6 separate regions of the Mus musculus genome follow, and all the other regions are linked to region 1. The links are chromatin contacts, called in public HiChIP or PLAC-seq and promoter capture Hi-C maps. All regions are on one chromosome and are shown on one strand. The core of a region is the stretch at or near the end of the contact, and the rest is flanking DNA. Distances in the headings are between cores, read along the strand shown.

Region 1 (2,700 bases), core at 195-2,694:
CAGGATGAGGTAGGGGTGAAAGTTGGTCCCGGCAGGGGTGGTTTTTTTGTTGTTGTTTGTTTGTTTTAACTTTTTCTTTTTTTTCTTTTTCTTTCTTTCTTTTTTTTTTTTTTTTTTTTTTTGGTTACAGTAGCTGACTCCTACCCATTCCCCGCCTACTACCCACCCCAGGAGCCTCTACTGATCAAGGACATTTTCAGTACTTGCCACCAAGTAGCTTAGCAACTTCAAAGTTGTAGTGGTTTTGGGAAGTTAGTGGAGTGAAGCTCTCCCACTTGATAGGAGATGAAAGAGAGAATAATTGTGCAGGACCTGTGGGGAGACAATACAAAGGTTTGAGGATTTGAAGGAGATGGAAGCTGGCTATGAAGCTCAGGGAACTAGTAAGGCAAGGACGGCAGTAGACAAGGGGATCAGGTTCTTCAACTTGAAGTCGGAGGCCTTTTTCTTGGGGACACGAGGAATGGCACTTCAGAGCCACTTCTGGTGAACTGGTTCTGTCAAGCGCTGCTAGTCTCAGCTGCTTTCAGATGGTCCTAGTTGGGCGCGTTTTGGATCCACAGTGCTCCGCTTTGCTCCGCAGTGGCGCTGGTGGTGGGATAGCCTACTCTCAGCTGGGTGCGGTTAGGTTCGGTTGGGATCGACTGGGCGCCATTGGTCTCGGCAGCGCTTGGCTGAACGCCGATGCGTTCGACTTCGTTTGTCTGGGCTCGGCTAGGTGTGGCTCTGTGCCGCAGGCCACCGCTGGCTGCGTTCAGATAGGTTCAGCTGTGCGCTGCTGGGCTCGGCTGCATTCGGCTGTGATCCGACTAGGTTCGGCGGTGCCCGCTGGGCTCGGCTACGTTCGGCTACACTCGGCTGTGATCCGACTAGGTTCGGTGGTGCACGGCTGGGCTCGGCTGCGTTCGGCTTTGCACCGACTAGCTTCGGCTGTTCGCCTCTGGGCTCGGCTGCGTTCGGCTGTGTCAGGCTGTGATCAGACTAGGTTCGGTGGTGAGCGGCTGGGCTCGGCTGCGTTCGGCTGTGAGCCGACTAGGTTCGGTAGTGCGCTGCTGGGCTCGGCTGTGTTCGGCTAGGTTCGGCTGTGCACCTCTGGGTTCTGCTACGTTCGGCTGGAAGCCTCTGGGCTCGATTGTGTTTGGCTGTGCACCGCTGGGTTCGGCTAAGTTCGGCTGTGCATTGCTGGGCTTGGCTGAACGCTACTGGGCTCCGCTAAGTTTAGCAGGAGCCTCTGGGCTCCATTGGGCTCGGCTTCATTCGGCTAGGTTTGGTTGTGTGCCTACTAGGTTCGGCTGGGCGCCTCTGAGCGCCATTGTATTCCGCTGTGCGTTGCCGGGCTCTGCTGTGTCCGGCTAGGTTCGGCTGTGCACCTCTGGGCTCTGCTAGGTTTGGCTGGGAGCCTCTGGACTCGATTGTGTTTGGCTGTGTACCGCTAGGTTCCGCTAAGTTCGGCTAAGTTCAGCTAGGTTCGGCTGAATGCCACTTGGCTCGGCTAAGTTTGGCTGGGGCCTCTGGGCTCGATTGGGTTCGGCTGAGCATCACGGGGCTCGATTGGGTTCAGCTGAGCATCACTGGGCTCCATTGGGTTCGGCTGGGAGTTTGCTGGAGCCTGGGGCACCGCTGGGCGAGCCGGCGCTTCTAGCCTGCACTCTCAGTGGGCGTGGAAGGCGGAGCGCCCCCTAGCGAAACTGCGTCCCCAAACAGTGAGCAAATAGGCTCGCGCTCGAGCCTCGGAGGCTACCGGAGCACCGGAACTCGGCTGGGCGCCGCAGCAGCCAGCCTCAGGCGCCGGCGGTGACGCCGTCTTAACGCGACCGCGCGCTGACCAGCCCCGGTCTCCACGTCTCAGGTTTCGCAGAGACGCATGGGAGGGGAGCAGTTGGAGGTTTATCAAGATGGCGGAAGCGGAGGACTCTCCGGGAGAACAGGAGGCAGCGGCATCCAAGCCCCTGGTGAGTTAAGAGGACAGTGGCAGAAGGGACTGAGGGCGAGGCAGAGCTCCCGGGAAGCGAGTCGGGAAGGCTTCGGGATCAGAGAGCCAGAGCTTCTTGGCTTTGCAGGCCCTTGGCGTCTACAACCAGCTGACACTACACCTGGTCTTTGAGTTAGCTGCATCTCCCTTCCATTCGCTGGCCTTCTGTGCCTTTCTGAGACTCTCCGCTGTCTGTCCACACTCTAGGGGTTCTTTGACAGTGAGTTAAATGCCGAGCTTGGAGTGGTTTCTGAAGTATCCTCTATCGCTGTCATTTATCACGACTTGTCACCAGTCATTGTGAAGTACTACACAAGTAATGAAACTGCTTCTCACAGGACGTTGTCGTTTTATTGGTTGTAACCGGAACCTTTACTTGCCCGGTGGGTGACTCAAAGCAGCTAATTATTATTTGCAGGTGCTTGCTATCCCCTTCATGACACATATGTCACTAAGAGCCACCAATACTGCTTTAAGAACACTGGCTTCACAGTTAACCCCATGTGAGCTAGAGTGCATTCGCACTGAAGCTTTTGTGAGTTTGAGCATTTCGTTTCAGTGAAGGGTGTTTTTGACTCTTAAACTGAAAAGAAGGTACCTGCCTTTAAAATGGCATAACTTCTATGAAGTGCCTAATACAGTCATGAGTGGAGGAGTATAAGGAAGTCGTTGTTACGCCCTGTCGTTCTTCTTCCCAAACAGTATTTGCTTATATACTGTTTGCTCAG
Region 2 (2,700 bases), core at 91-2,590, 1.6 Mb after region 1:
TCACTCAGGAGGTAGAAACCATGGATCTCAAGTTCAATATCATCCTTACCTACATAGCAAGTTTGAGAACTTGTTTCAAAACAACAACAAAAAAATAATAACAAAAAAAATAGTTGGCATCTATTTTTAAAAACAAAGAAAATTTAAGAACGCATAACTGAATATACTAAAATACTATTATTGGGTGTGTGTGGTTCAACTGGTAGAGCGCTTGTGTAGAATGCACAAAGCCCTGAGTTCAATCCCTAGGAACCAAATGTGGTGACACGCTCTTGTAATCCCTGCACATGGGATTGGAAGGTAAAGGCCATCGCGCTTCAAAGCCAGACTGGATTACAAAAGACCCTGTCTCAAAAATATTATCATTCAACATATAGTCAAAGCGTTGAGATATTTTTACATGTTTTGATTATATAATCAAAATCTGACCTGTAATTTACTTTTACAACACATCTAAATTTAAGATAAGCACACCTGAGCACTAGGTAGCCAGCCATCTAGTATCTGCAAAGCTGAGCTGATTTCCAAAGAGATCGCTTTATTTTTCTATTTATATATCATGACTCTGGGTAACTTCAGTATGAAGGATAGCCAGAGGAGGTGCTAAGATGGCTCATAATCATTCTGGAAGGGAGATTTTATAAAACACTAGCTATTAATGCAGTGTGGTCCGTGCTGTATGCGTGCACAGAAGAAATCCGAACGGCGAGGTGAAAGGCACAGTATATGGGGAGAGAACCAAAGACTGCATAGAAGTGTGACCTGGAAAGAAAGTTCCAAGAAAGGAAGGCAGCCGGCTGTTGGTAGATAGGAGTTGCAAGTTTTCAAATGTTCCTGATCAAAGAGAAAGGTTTCACAGGGTGCTGGCTCAAAGGGTGTTCGAGTGTATAGGGGACAGAAGGTTGTGGCGCGGTGGGTGGGCATTGATCGAGAGCGCGACTTACAACTTCACGTCCTCTAGGGTAAGCAGACCCGGAAACCGAGAGAGTGGCCGCTGACTAGCAGGACTTTCCTTGGGGGAACGACTTGACTTCTCTGGCATAGCAGGCTCGTGGTTCTCCAAGCATGGAACACGTTCGCCTACTCACGCTGGCTGGAGTTTGGAAATCAGCCCCGCCACTCCTGTGCCTCAGAGTACTAGGAACTTGCAAGTCCACTTCTGGCCACGTGGAGCCCATCTTTAGTAAAACAGCACAGACGACTTTAAAACAAGCGGCTGGCTGAAAATGAGTCCCTGGAAACGGTTGCCAGGGCCAGAAAACTGCGATTCCCAGAAGTCATTTGGGAAGCTTTGGTAACAAGTCGCTGGCCAATGCACTACTGCTTCCTGTGTCGTGAGAGCTTTAGGGCTCGTCTTTATGGAGTTTACCTTTGACTTCGGTAGAAATTCTTCCGGGTTTCTTTCTTTCCACAAGATGGCAGCGTCTGAAGACGAGTTACTGCTGCCGCGGCTTCCGGAGCTCTTTGAAACAAGCAAAAAACTTCTGGAGGACGTGGAAGTAGCAACTGAACCCACCGGCTCCCGAACAATCCAGGATAAGGTGTCCAAAGGACTAGAACTCCTTGAGAAGGCTGCTGGAATGTTATCGCAGCTTGATTTGTTCAGGTACGGGGGAGAGGGCAGGAACCGCAGAGAAGGAATGGCTAGCAAGGGCAGAGCCATTGCACTTGGGTGGAAAGGACCTTTAAGGCTAAAACCGCGCGGTTCCTACTTGTTCACCCGTGTACATTCTTTCCATTCTCCACTTTTCTTCTGAGATGCTTAATATCCCAGAACAATGCTCCCTCGTGTACGGCTGACTGCCTGGTCCTTGGGTATGCAAGCTCAGCCACTTTCTTTTTAATCTGGCCAATGTCTTTGCACCACTCTCTCCCAGCCCTATTCTTCCCTAGAAGCAGGGGCCACGGCTTAATGCTCAACCAGGCTTCACGGCCTCCTCTTTGCTCTTTGCAGCCGAAATGAAGATCTGGAAGAGATTGCTTCCACCGACCTGAAGTACCTGATGGTGCCAGCGTTGCAAGGAGCCCTCACCATGAAACAAGTCAACCCCAGCAAGCGTCTAGATCATTTGCAGCGGGCTCGAGAACACTTCGTACATTTCTTAACTCAGTGTCATTGCTATCATGTGGCAGAGTTTCAGCTACCCCAAACCAAGACTAACTCAGCTGAAAATAATACTGCTAGCTCCTCCATGGCCTATCCAAATCTCGTTGCTATGGCATCTCAAAGACAGGCTAAAATAGAGAGGTGGGTCAATGGCTGTAATTTGAGGGCTGTAGTTGGGGGTGCATGTGTTTGTGTGGTGTGTGTGTGTGTGTGTGTGTGTGTGTACTACAGAATAGTGTATTTTATTTTCTTGGTTCTTAATGAACATAGACCCTGGTGAAAGCAAACTTTCCTGAATCTTAACAAGCCTTTGTGCCATTGTTGAGGGGGTTGTGCTAAAACTTCAGGACCACCCCCCCAGCCCCTCAACACACACCTTAGGGTCATCACTAGTAGCAGTGTTATTCTAACCATTAGGTTGATCAAAGTATACCACAACCTTTTCCATGTCACTGCATAATGCTGTTTGTATGGGGTAAATATTTCAAAAGTACACAATATCTTGAACTATTTACTGAGCAATTCTGTTCAGAATGCATACAGGCTGGGATGTCTAGCATCCTGAATTAATCATAGCCCTGGTACAGCATCAT
Region 3 (2,701 bases), core at 128-2,627, 1.5 Mb before region 1:
CTGTGAGGCTATGCTAGTGCCTGGCAAATACATACAAGGATGCTCACAGTCATCTATAGGATGGAACACAGGGCCCCCAGTGGAGAAGCTAGAGAAAGTACTCAAGGAGCTAAAGGGATCTGCAACCCTATAGGTGGAACAACAATATAAACTAACCAGTACCCCCAGAGCTCGTGTCTCTAGCTGCATATGTAGCAGAAGATGGCCTAGTCGGCCATCACTGGGAAGAGAGGCCCCTTGGTCTTGCAAACTGTATATGCCCCAGTACAGGGGAATGCCAGGGCGAAGAAGTGGGAGTGGGTGGGTTGGGGAGCAGGGTGGGGGGAGGATATAGGGGACTTTTGGGATAGCATTTGAAATGTAAATGAAGAAAATATCTAATAAAAATTTTAAAAAAGAAATTTTAGCTCTAAAAAAAAAGAGAATTCTCAGTATTTACAAAGCACATGGTAATGAAGTTTTCTTCCGTAAATATACTGGATTCTTCTAAGATATATTTTGCTTCTTGTAACACATGTTTAAGCTAAGACTGGGTACAGTACCATATGGGATATCATTTTTCAACTGTAAAATGAAATCCAGAATCAGAATTTGGGCTTAAATCATCAATATAAGGATTTTATAGCAGTCAATTATGGTAAGGGTTTTTTGTACTTTTTAAAAAAATTTCTAGTGTCTCATTTTGTCATTAACTTGACTGCATGATCTTGTTCAAGTAATTTAGTCTGTCTATCTCATATTCCTTTAAGTGCAAACACGTTTCATACAATTGTATTTAACATCAAAGGAGATAATGGATTTTGAGTCTTTATATCAGCATGATGTATTAAAATGTTGCCAAGGCTTACTGAACTCTTGGGGAAGCCTAGACTCATTTCCATCAGCTATTTCATTAATGCTGCTAGTAAGCCCATTTTATGGATGAGGCAGGTGTGTCAGAGACAAGCTGGGAACATTGCCTGGGATTTCAAGCTAGGAACAAGCCTAGTAAATATTACAAAGAGAGTTTGGCTCTAGAATTCTGAAAAGCAATTACAGTGTCCTATCAATGGCCCAGGGTTCTGTCTTCTAATGCAAGCACTTACCAAACAAATGCTTTGTGAAAATCTAATGAAAGGTAAAGACATTCCCTTCCCAAAAGTGCACAAATTTACATGTGTATGTGTTTATATACTGTTCTCTACACCACTGCCTAAAATCTTTGTAGTGTAGGTTATTCTGGAAACTCTGAAGAAAATAATAATAAAAGAAATAGCTCCAAAGATTAATTCCATCATTGAAAACTTGGAACACAGCCTTAAACTCTAATAAAGCAGTCCAGTTCTAGAAATTTCAGAGAAGCTGAGGCCCTCTTGTTACCCTCTATCTCCACCTGCTGGACTGCTGCTCTGTAATGACAACAGCTTTATTCTTAATGTTTACGGACATCTACTTGTCCAAAAACATGAGCTTATACTCTCCTGCGGGCTGCCAACCCAAACCAGAGGTTAAGGTCTTTGCCAATCCCCTCAATGCTGTTACTAGCAACCCTGTTATGTCTGTGGTGCAGGGTCCTTGCCACTTTAGCTTTGAATCCGAAACTGCGTCACAAGAATTTAGGAAAATAGACATAAGAATTCAGCAGAGGGCGCTGGAGTACACATTTCTCTGAGGTCCTAACCATATACTGTCAGACGTTGTGTTTTCTTCATATACAGTATATATTTCTGTAATATGCACTTCCTCAAGTTATTCATTTTACTATTAATTTTTGGGTGGATTTCAAAATCGTAAAATGGGGAGGGGCAAAAACAGAGCCCTTTGTGGCCCAGCTTAAGATATTTTCTTCTAATTCTAAGGTGTCATGCTCTTCTCTGTACTCTTTTCGATTACTTTCCAATTTAAAAACCTCAAGTTGTTATCAAAAACCTGACCATAAATCTAATCAAATTTTTGTCAGATATGAAGCATAGTCACAGTTTTATTTGTCATTTGACAGCCTTAAAGACCCCCTTGCCCATGTGAAACAAGTCAGATCATCTGTTTTACACTAATTGTTTGCACAGTCTGTTCTCTTCCTTAATGTGCTATATTCCTGCACTCTTCTAAGTAGCACACAACTCAGATAGCATGGCTCCTAGCACTAATCTAGAAGGGGTAAGATTTTAAACATTGTAACAAGCCAGGCAGTGGTGGCCCACGCCTTTAATTCTAGCATTTAGGAGGCAGAGCCAGGTGGATTTCTGAGTTCAAGGCCAGCGTGGTCTAGAGAGTGAGTTCTAGGACAGCCAGGGCTATACAGAGAAATCCTGTCTCCAAAAAACAAACAAACAAAACAAAACAAAACAAAAAAGTAACAACATTGTCAACTTTTGTTATTGATGATGTATTTGTTGTCTTTTCCCTCAGTATCTGCTATGCACTCAGAGAAAAGAAAACATGTTCAAATCTCCAGTTTCTGTAGTGCTACATGCCATTTTGTATGTACTCAGCAAATTTCTCTTATGATGTTAGAGATTGAGCCTATTGCCTTGCACATGCTCAACAAATAAATGCTCTTCCACTGAGATATTCCCACCAATTACAACTGCTTAGTTTGAGAAATACTCTCCAAGTTTCGTGGACTGATTTTGAGTTCTCTATTGCAGCCTAAGCAGGCCTTGAACTCACAATTCTCTTACTGCAACCTCCACAAAACTGGGAATACATGCATGTACCACCA
Region 4 (2,700 bases), core at 197-2,696, 1.7 Mb after region 1:
AGCCATACAGCCTATCATACACACACATTCACACAGACCTTGGAGATGAAGATGCCTAGCTGCGAGGCCTTTCCTCCTCGGATGTTAAATCCCAACTGAAAGACAAAAGGACACAGGATGCAGACTCAGCAGAGACATAAGAACAGGGACATCTATGTACTCAGAAGAAAAGGAGATGCTGTAGAAGTGCCACCTCTGCTTTTCTGGTCACCTACCTCCCAATCCACATCCACACCCCAACCATGGCCAATTTCTGGCATGGACCAAACGTTACTGGAATAAGAGCCCCTATAAGTTTACCTGAGCACCAGGAGGCTTCTTCAGTGTAACAATTCGGGGCAGAAACTGGGTCAACTCATTGTTGTAGTCTGGGTGGTACACTCTCTGCAAGATACAGCAATCCCCGAAATCTTATTCCCAGTCTTAGATGTGTTACATCTACCTTCTTTTAGAATACCAATAAACCAGATATATGTCAGGAATTGGTAAAGCCATTGACTCAGTTTACAAAGCACAGATAAAACAGTCCAGAGGAGTGGCTGTTTAGTCTCGGGACATGTTAGTGGCCCTATAGATCCCTAGTCCTTTCTTATTGACAGGATGGAAATTAAGGCTCTGAATTTTCAGAATTCACCAGTGTGAAGGGTTCTGGCATGGTGATTCTGCAAGAAGTCACCAGTGGGTCACTGTTGCTCAGAATTCACCTAAGATCCACTCTCCACTGAGTTTCCTAGCCCTGCTACTTTTTCTTTCATAGATCTCATGATTATTCAGGAATGCAGATGGCGCCCACCTCATGAGGAGGAATCCACGCTGGAGGGTTTTCATAGGCCGGCAGGAAAACCACAGGGTAGTCATCATAGGGAATCCGGTTGTCCATTTCAGGCAAAGCCCTGAAAAGGACGAATCAAAGGAAACGAAAATGATTTTAAAAAGGACCAAGCACTCTAAGTTCCAGAAAGCCTTCCAGCCGAGGGCCATTCCTTTATGGGACTAGCCCACAAGTAGGTGTTAAGATTGGGGAGGGGGGGTAGGGAGGAGAGGCAGGCTACAAAACAAAATAACAAAAACAAAAGACAAAAAAATTAATTTTTTAAGCACTCTAATGGCATGTTTGCATTTCTCACAATTCTACAAAAAACAATAGGTGTCACCACTTCCAACCTAGGAAAAGAGAATCTACACATCTACAAAGATCTACTTTAAAACAGCAAGGGAGTGCCAACTCTTAACTATCCCATAGGGATTGGGGCCAGACACAATCTCTAGAGGTGCTTAGTAAACGTGGTGTCCACAGACGGGTTCCGTCTACACGGGCTACCTTCTAGATCCAGGTCCTGCAACCCGCCCGAATCCCGCGCTCGCGACCACTTAACTCAGGGCCACCTCACCGGTAAGAAGGCCTCGGTCAGCGACAGCCAATTCGGCGTCGGAACCGGAAGCGGATGCTCCTACCACCCTGCCGGGGCGGAGCTCTCTTTGGGCGAGCCAGAGCTCCAGCCTCCTTGCGCGTCACGGTGTGCGTGCTCAAGTTCGTCTGCTTCTCACAGGCTGTACGCGCTCCGATTGGCTGGCGCCTCTGGGATCAATTTGAAACTTGGCGGTTAAAGCTCCGGTTGGAACAGGGCGCCAGGGAAGGTCGGTGAGAGGGACGTTTAGTTTGGTGAGTTACCCGGGCACCGCGTTAGCTCCGATTCTGCGCTTTGGAGCACTTTAGGGCTTGGGGTCGCGGTTGCTGTCTCTGCTGGAGTTTCCTTATTGCTGACGCCGCTTCGCCCTGCAGTATTGGGACTGACAAACCTTTAGGCGGTGGCCAAGAGTGACAGGACACCGTGATCCCGCTGGGAGGGAGAGTGCATCAGCGAGTTCCGAGCTCTCCCACCGCCTGAGAAGGGCCTTTCCACTCCTGCCAGCCTCCGGGGGCTCCTGGGAGAGCCGGCTTCACCCAGCACGGACACCTGCTGAGCTGGTACCATGAAAGAAGAGGTGAAGGGGATTCCCGTAAGAGTGGCACTGCGTTGTCGCCCCCTCGTCTCGAAAGAGATTAAGGAGGGCTGCCAGACGTGCCTTTCCTTTGTGCCCGGAGAGCCTCAGGTGGGTAGTCGAGTCTGGAGTGGCTTCCTCCACAGCTGAGGCTGAAAGGAGCGAGGGGCGTGGTCAGGCATTTTTTTTTTAATCCTTCCCCATCCTTGTCTCTTGCCTCTTGCAGGTGGTGGTTGGTAATGATAAATCATTTACCTACGATTTTGTGTTTGACCCCTCTACTGAACAGGAAGAGGTCTTTAATACAGCAGTAGCTCCACTCATAAAAGGCGTGTTTAAAGGTGAGGCTGTCTAATTCACTGGGCGTTTGTGTGTGTGTGGGTGGGTCATATAGGCACTACAAATAAGAGGAATGGATGAAACAGACTTCTGCCTTTAAAAACAGCCCACAGCCTAGTAACACATCCAGTTTATCTTTGACCTAGACATATTTTGTTGTCTTGGGACCTCACAGAGAACCTTTCATTTCAGCACTTGGGAGGCAAAGACTGATGTAGAAGCCATGGAGGGATGTTCCTTACTGGCTTCCTTCCCCTGGCTTGCTCAGCCTGTTCTCTTATAGAACCCAAGACTACCAGCCCAGGGATGGTCCCACCCACAAGGGGCCTTTCCCCCTTGATCACTAATTGAGAAAATGCCTTACAGTTGGATCTCATG
Region 5 (2,700 bases), core at 104-2,603, 1.6 Mb before region 1:
GTCCCAAAGAAACCTGAGACAAATCTTCCCTCAGTACCTCTGGTGAAAAATCAAACACTCAAAAGGTGTCCAAAAACATACAAACAAGCAAGCAAACAGACAAAAACAAGCAAACCCATATCTGTCTTTCTCTAGCTCTAGTTGATATGGTCCTTACAATGACAACTTCAGAGAGTTTTGCTTGTATGTTTAAAGCTCATCTTGTGCAGTATTGGTTGTCGTCCTACACTCAGGATGAGTCTCTTAAGGCTCCAGGGAGAACAGCCTCTATATGGCTTAGTACTTCAAACTTGGTGATAGAGGGCAAATATTCAGTATGCATCATAGGTTGGATGAAAGGTATGGTGAGTCAAGGGGGACAGAAACTTTACCTGGACAGCGAGTTCCACAATTTACTACCTCTTACTGCCCTAGATGAAATTGGCCAGCGCTGCCAAAACCTGTCAAAATGAGATCTTACAGCCTGTTTTCCCAGCCTAGTCTCTGGCAGGTCCCTTCTCCTTTCACCCTGCCAGTTCTTGCAGCTGTCTGGGCCTTGGCCAGTGTTTGGGGTGAGGCCGGATCAAAATATCACTGTCCCGGGCTCGGCTTCCAGCAGCAAGTGATCAAATGAAACTCAGTCGCACTGGTGACGAGGCTGGACTGAAAGCCCCCATACACAGTGCCAAATTGCTTTTTACACAGGCCCGGACTTGCCCAGGCACCACGTGGGTGGGCTAGTTCAGCTTTCCACAGGATGCTCTGCTTGTCCAATCTGTTCCCTCCTCCTCTCCAAGAGCTAACTCCCAGGCTCCTTCTCTTCCTTATCTCTGGATCCCAGATGCACAGGGTTGTTGGACAAGTCCGGGCATATTCCCAGCGGCCATCTGGCCCCAGTTCGAACCTGCACAGGCAGGAACTGACTACTCAAAGCTGTAGGGATAACAGCGTTTCTGACATCTAGGAGAATGCTGTCAGGGCACAAACGGATAGAATGACTGAGAGCCACAGAATCCCTTCTCCCCCCACAAGTCATGCTGACTTTGTAGCACTCTTAGAGGGACATCTGATATAGTTCTCTGGTCCTCTATTTCCGTCCCTAGGTGCCACAGGTTCCAAGTGATTTACCACACGAAGGATGTTCCCACACTTACTCTGTCAAGATCAAATGGATGGATCTTACAATGGGATTCTTTGAACAAAAGCATTCGAGTACAGAGCAGACACCCAGCCCAACAGCCGCCCCTCAGCCCCCAGATGGCATACCGCTCTCACAATAGGTGGAATCCGTTGCAACCAAGGTTCTGCTGGAGTCATTTCACTTCCACGTGTAGCAACAACAGATCAAATCCATCCTCTATTTCTTTCATGTTATGCCTATCCCCGTCCCCTCCCCTGTAAGGAATGCAGGACAGCTATTGGACCATTTTATAAGTCTGGGAGTGGTTATGCAAATAAACCCCGCCCCTGAAAGGACAGTGTGAGTCTGGCGGGTAAACACCGGCCAAGTCACAAGTCTGGCAATAGTTACTAAAGCTCCAGGAACTGAAGCTGGGTCTAGGGAGGGAAGGGCCCAAAGTTAGATCTAGCCTAATCTGTGGGGAGGAAGGGAGGAGGCAGCTAGCAAAATGCAGCTTTTTTTTTTTTTTTTAAGTTTTTAAAGTTCATGTACATGATTTAGCAGGCTTGGGGTTCCAGAGAAAGCCAAAAGTTGAAAAAGTAAGGATTCTCAGACACGAGGAGAAGCTACTTTCTGGCTCTGGCTTTGCATTTTTATATTAATACCTTCAGAAGTTTAAGAGTTTTAACAGAAAATATGAAGCTTGGGAAAGACTACTAAAAATGAAGAAAAACTGAATCCTATACTTCACTCTGAATTTAAGCCATCCTTTGACTTCGGTTGGGTCTCTGGGTCTCTTGCTACACATACCTATTATGGTACACACATACAGACACTATATATATATGCTCTTCCAACAATGACACTTTCTTAAAGTCTCACTTGACAGACAGAAGTGGGGGATGTCCTGGAACACATTGTAAATAGGAAGAAATGGAAGCTTGAGACAAGGTGTAGAGGAGAGAACCAAACAATGTGCCTTGAGAAAACTCTGGAACCTCATCTGGCCTGAGCAGTGCATGAACAGGAATTAAGAATCAAGTCTCAAAGGCTGAAAACCTTTGGAGGAAAACAGCAGAATTGGATTAGAATAATGAGTAGAATTTAGTGATATACATGTGTATTTTGAATATAAATACATACATGCATACAAATATTCATACATACATACATGAATACATACATACATTCATATACTTTGGGGTCATCTGACATTATCTCTGAGAATAAACTGAAAATTCCTAACCTACATAGCTAATTTTGTCCTGAGTAGGGACAAGGGGTGACTAATAGAAGAAGAATCTGCCTCTTCTCCCAGAGATGGCATTTTTTTCTAAAACAGGAGCTCTCTGATTTTCCTCTATCTTCTACAAACAAGAATGTCTAAGCTAACTGAGATTTGAGACTCCATTGTAGTAAAAAGAATGCTGGTTTGAGGATTAGGATACTCGACCTCATATGATGTCTCTCAGTCTTGCTTTCTGTATTTGAAATTTTAAAAGGTTTTTAGCCTTGATGGTCTTGAAATTCTAAAAGTGGTGCTTCTCACATGCCAATGTACACATATAGTCACATAGTGTTTCTGATAACACACAGATTCA
Region 6 (2,700 bases), core at 141-2,640, 1.0 Mb after region 1:
CTTAAGTGCTCCGGCGCACCACTGAGCCTCCTCAGTGGCTTTTACTACGCTTGCTTCAAGTTAATAAAATTGCTAATTATTCATTTCTCAATTACATGGAAATGAGTGTACCTACTGGGTAAAAAAAAAAGTGGCTGCTTGCTCTGCTACAGTTATTTAGTTCTCTAAAATTTGAGACTACTAACACTTGTCAATTGTGACTCTTGACAACTAATCTTTTCCATCCTTCATTTCCAGGTCTATTGTTCTGACATTTGCCATTTTCCCCCCTCTGACCCTGTTTCTGATTGGTGCAGCTGTTGAAGATGCTGCCGTTGCAGCAGTGTACATCTGGAACATTTGGCTGACTTGTTGAACTTACCCCAGGGAGTACTCCAGGGGAAGCATGGGAAGGGTGGAGAGGCCAGAACAGTTGCCTGCGAATACAGATGCCAATAGTGTCTGGCCATGCTGTGGACCACCCCTGTAAAAATTCACCTCATCATGACCCTCAGTTTCCCCACCTGCTCCTCGAAGGCTCAAGTTCTTCCAAAACTTGTGCAGCTCTGGAAAAAGATAAACTTTTGCCTGAGGGTTCTCTCACACGGTACTTTCTGCACTGTGAAAGGGATCAATGCATATCTGTTGAATGAATTACTATATCAAGAAATCCTAGGAAACGGTTTTAGCCTTCAACGGACAGCATCACTTCAGTTTTACTTGGCACTAGGCACCCTCTCTATGCCCTCAGACTGTGCCCCAAGACTCATTTTAGGAGTGAGGTTGCCCTGTTCCCAGTCTGTTTGGCTCCCAGGCTCCTAGGTCTCCTTTTCTTCTGGCGAGCCATTGAATTGCAAACACAGCAGGCATGGTTTCATTCCAAACCCTGAACTGTTTTAATTAGTTTAACGTCTGTTAAACGCTTTGAAGATTGAAAGCAACAGATAAGTACTGGATGATGTTATTAGCAACTGCAGTTAATTGCAAACATTTCTATTAATGCTAGTTTCTGCCTCCTTTTCTTTTCTCCACGTTCTTTCCAAGGTTCCCAAATTCTTCTCAGCCTCCCCCTCCTGCCCTCCCCCATAGCGGCGCTGAAGGGTTAAACCGGGGTGGAGTCTAGAGATGAACGACAGCCGCCCTCACCAACTGCAACGGGGCAAGCGGGAAGAGCTGGGTGGGGCTGCCAGGCAGAGGTGAACCCCCACGCCCCCAGGCCCCGCCCCACGGCTGGAGGCCCGAGTGGAACGGCAGGGGGCGGGGCAGCCAGGCCTGGCGGGCCCGTGGTTGGGCGTCCCGGCCGCCCCTTGAGGCATGGGGCGGGGTAGGTGAGGACCTCCTCCCTCATTCCCTCTCTGGCCGCGCCGCCCCTCTCGCCCGCCCCTCCTCCTCCCTTTCCCACCCCTCGGAGTGGAGCTGCACATGCGGCTGCTCCCTGTTCTGTCCCGCCCAGCCACCGTCGCTCAGGAACGGGTCCCTGCAGCCCCCAGCCGATGGCAGGACAGTAGTCGCCTGTCAGGGGTCGTGAAGGACTGAGGCAGAGGCAGAGGCTCCCGGGCCTCAGATAGTGGTTGTCTCTGGAGGCCATGGGCTACCCAGAGGTAGAGCGCAGGGAACCCCTGCCTGCGGCAGCGCCAAGGGAGCGGGGCAGCCAGGGCTGCGGCTGTCGCGGGGCCCCTGCTCGGGCGGGCGAAGGGAACAGCTGCCGGCTCTTCCTGGGTTTCTTTGGCCTCTCGCTGGCCCTCCACCTGCTGACGCTGTGCTGCTACCTAGAGTTGCGGTCCGAATTGCGGCGGGAACGGGGAACCGAGTCCCGCCTCGGTGGCCCGGGTGCTCCTGGCACCTCTGGCACCCTAAGCAGCCCTGGGAGCCTCGACCCGGTGGGTCCCATCACCCGCCACCTGGGGCAGCCGTCCTTTCAACAGCAGCCTTTGGAACCGGGAGAAGATCCACTCCCCCCTGACTCCCAGGACCGGCACCAGGTGAGTCACCTAGGAGGGGCGGCGGCCTTGGAGGCCCCCTCCCCTGCTCGGTTGGGCGGGGGCCTGGGCCTCAGGGCTCAGGGGACTCTGCCACTCAGAGCCAAGTTCCAGGGCAGGAGCTGGGAGTGGGCCGGAGTGCTGGGGAGAGGTTGTCCAGGTCAGGTTGTTCTCGGTTCCTGCCTTGGCTCATCCAGACCCTCTCCGGTCCCGTGGAGTTGGAAAGCCCAGCCTGCACGCGCCGCCCCCGGGGAGGTGTGGGCTGCTTAGCGAAAAGTTGGCCTGCCTTGCACCCATCCGGGCGCGGAGGTGCCTGCGCCGCCCCCGTGGCCGTCTAACGGCGAGCAGCTTGGCCCCTCGTGCCCCCTGGTGAGTTTCTCTGCCCGTGGTGCTTGTTTCTTCGTGTCCCGAGCTGATGCCAGCACTAGCAGGCTCCTCTTTGGAGTTGGAGCTGTAAACAGCTGTACTAACTGTTCCACGCCCGTTGAAACAACTTTTAACCATACTTTCAGCGCTGGATTCTTGTGCGCTGACCAGGACCTGAGCTTTTTTCACACTTACCTGCAACTTGAGACGGATTCTCTTCTGCGTTCTAGTTAGGATCAGCGCCCCTGAGGAATTCTGGTAGAAATATGCCGTCTTGCTAGACAACTTCTGAACAGCAATTTAAAAAATCTATGGAAATAAAACTCACCCTTTGCATGCCGGTTCTGACACTCTTGTAGATGGAGTTGGGTGCAGT

The links. Promoter capture Hi-C pulls out the DNA fragments that hold promoters and counts their contacts. HiChIP or PLAC-seq counts read pairs in DNA pulled down with a chosen protein or histone mark.
Region 2: a promoter capture Hi-C map of pre-B cells shows a contact between it and region 1. The contact joins the promoter of Igbp1 here to the promoter of Yipf6 in region 1. A contact is called at or near these places in 8 of 39 promoter capture datasets (the C10 cell line, cranial neural crest, embryonic stem cells and 4 more), 4 of 484 Hi-C or Micro-C datasets (CD4 T cells, CD8 T cells, pre-B cells and 1 more), 2 of 115 datasets of contacts at active chromatin or transcription factors (astrocytes and large pre-B cells) and 2 of 9 other capture datasets (adipose tissue and liver).
Region 3: a promoter capture Hi-C map of liver shows a contact between it and region 1, with 5 times the contacts expected there. The contact joins the enhancer-like site here to the promoter of Yipf6 in region 1. A contact is called at or near these places in 8 of 39 promoter capture datasets (the 3T3-L1 cell line, 3T3-L1-derived adipocytes, cranial neural crest and 3 more) and 2 of 115 datasets of contacts at active chromatin or transcription factors (astrocytes and large pre-B cells).
Region 4: a promoter capture Hi-C map of erythroid cells shows a contact between it and region 1, with 54 times the contacts expected there. The contact joins the promoter of Pdzd11 here to the promoter of Yipf6 in region 1. A contact is called at or near these places in 5 of 39 promoter capture datasets (cranial neural crest, erythroid cells, liver and 1 more), 1 of 484 Hi-C or Micro-C datasets (erythroblasts), 1 of 115 datasets of contacts at active chromatin or transcription factors (large pre-B cells) and 2 of 9 other capture datasets (adipose tissue and liver).
Region 5: an H3K27ac HiChIP or PLAC-seq map of extraembryonic endoderm stem cells shows a contact between it and region 1, with 12 times the contacts expected there. The contact joins the promoter of Eda2r here to the promoter of Yipf6 in region 1. A contact is called at or near these places in 4 of 39 promoter capture datasets (the 3T3-L1 cell line, 3T3-L1-derived adipocytes, cranial neural crest and 1 more), 3 of 484 Hi-C or Micro-C datasets (muscle stem cells, reprogramming fibroblasts and uterus) and 6 of 115 datasets of contacts at active chromatin or transcription factors (astrocytes, embryonic stem cells, epiblast stem cells and 1 more).
Region 6: an H3K27ac HiChIP or PLAC-seq map of embryonic stem cells shows a contact between it and region 1, with 7 times the contacts expected there. The contact joins the promoter of Eda here to the promoter of Yipf6 in region 1. A contact is called at or near these places in 1 of 39 promoter capture datasets (pre-B cells) and 1 of 115 datasets of contacts at active chromatin or transcription factors (embryonic stem cells).

What each region holds. Positions count from the first base shown.
Region 1 is chrX:98,936,337-98,939,036 of GRCm38.p6, forward strand. Yipf6 (Yip1 domain family, member 6) reads left to right here and starts at 1,445. Exons shown (of 7, transcript NM_207633.2): 1 at 1,445-1,952. The coding sequence starts at 1,896.
Region 2 is chrX:100,492,951-100,495,650 of GRCm38.p6, forward strand. It overlaps Igbp1 (immunoglobulin (CD79A) binding protein 1), which reads left to right and starts at 1,341. Exons shown (of 6, transcript NM_008784.3): 1 at 1,341-1,606; 2 at 1,955-2,248. The coding sequence starts at 1,416. It also overlaps a transcript of Awat2 not described here.
Region 3 is chrX:97,430,089-97,432,789 of GRCm38.p6, forward strand. No RefSeq gene overlaps it. Among named protein-coding and RNA genes, the nearest start is that of Eda2r, 54 kb to the left of the region's middle. Within about 2 kb of position 1,378, at least 60 of the 459 cell types and tissues checked have an H3K27ac peak or open chromatin away from gene starts, as enhancers often do. A contact at or near this core is called in 3T3-L1-derived adipocytes, hippocampal neurons and liver, where this site is marked.
Region 4 is chrX:100,624,495-100,627,194 of GRCm38.p6, forward strand. It overlaps Pdzd11 (PDZ domain containing 11), which reads right to left and starts at 1,447. Exons shown (of 7, transcript NM_001356384.1): 1 at 1,392-1,447; 2 at 794-893; 3 at 301-384; 4 at 39-95. The coding sequence starts at 880. Kif4 (kinesin family member 4) reads left to right here and starts at 1,571. Exons shown (of 30, transcript NM_008446.2): 1 at 1,571-2,094; 2 at 2,210-2,324. The coding sequence starts at 1,975.
Region 5 is chrX:97,375,856-97,378,555 of GRCm38.p6, forward strand. It overlaps Eda2r (ectodysplasin A2 receptor), which reads right to left and starts at 1,354. Exons shown (of 7, transcript NM_001161433.1): 1 at 1,246-1,354.
Region 6 is chrX:99,974,216-99,976,915 of GRCm38.p6, forward strand. Eda (ectodysplasin-A) reads left to right here and starts at 1,391. Exons shown (of 8, transcript NM_001177937.1): 1 at 1,391-1,961. The coding sequence starts at 1,566.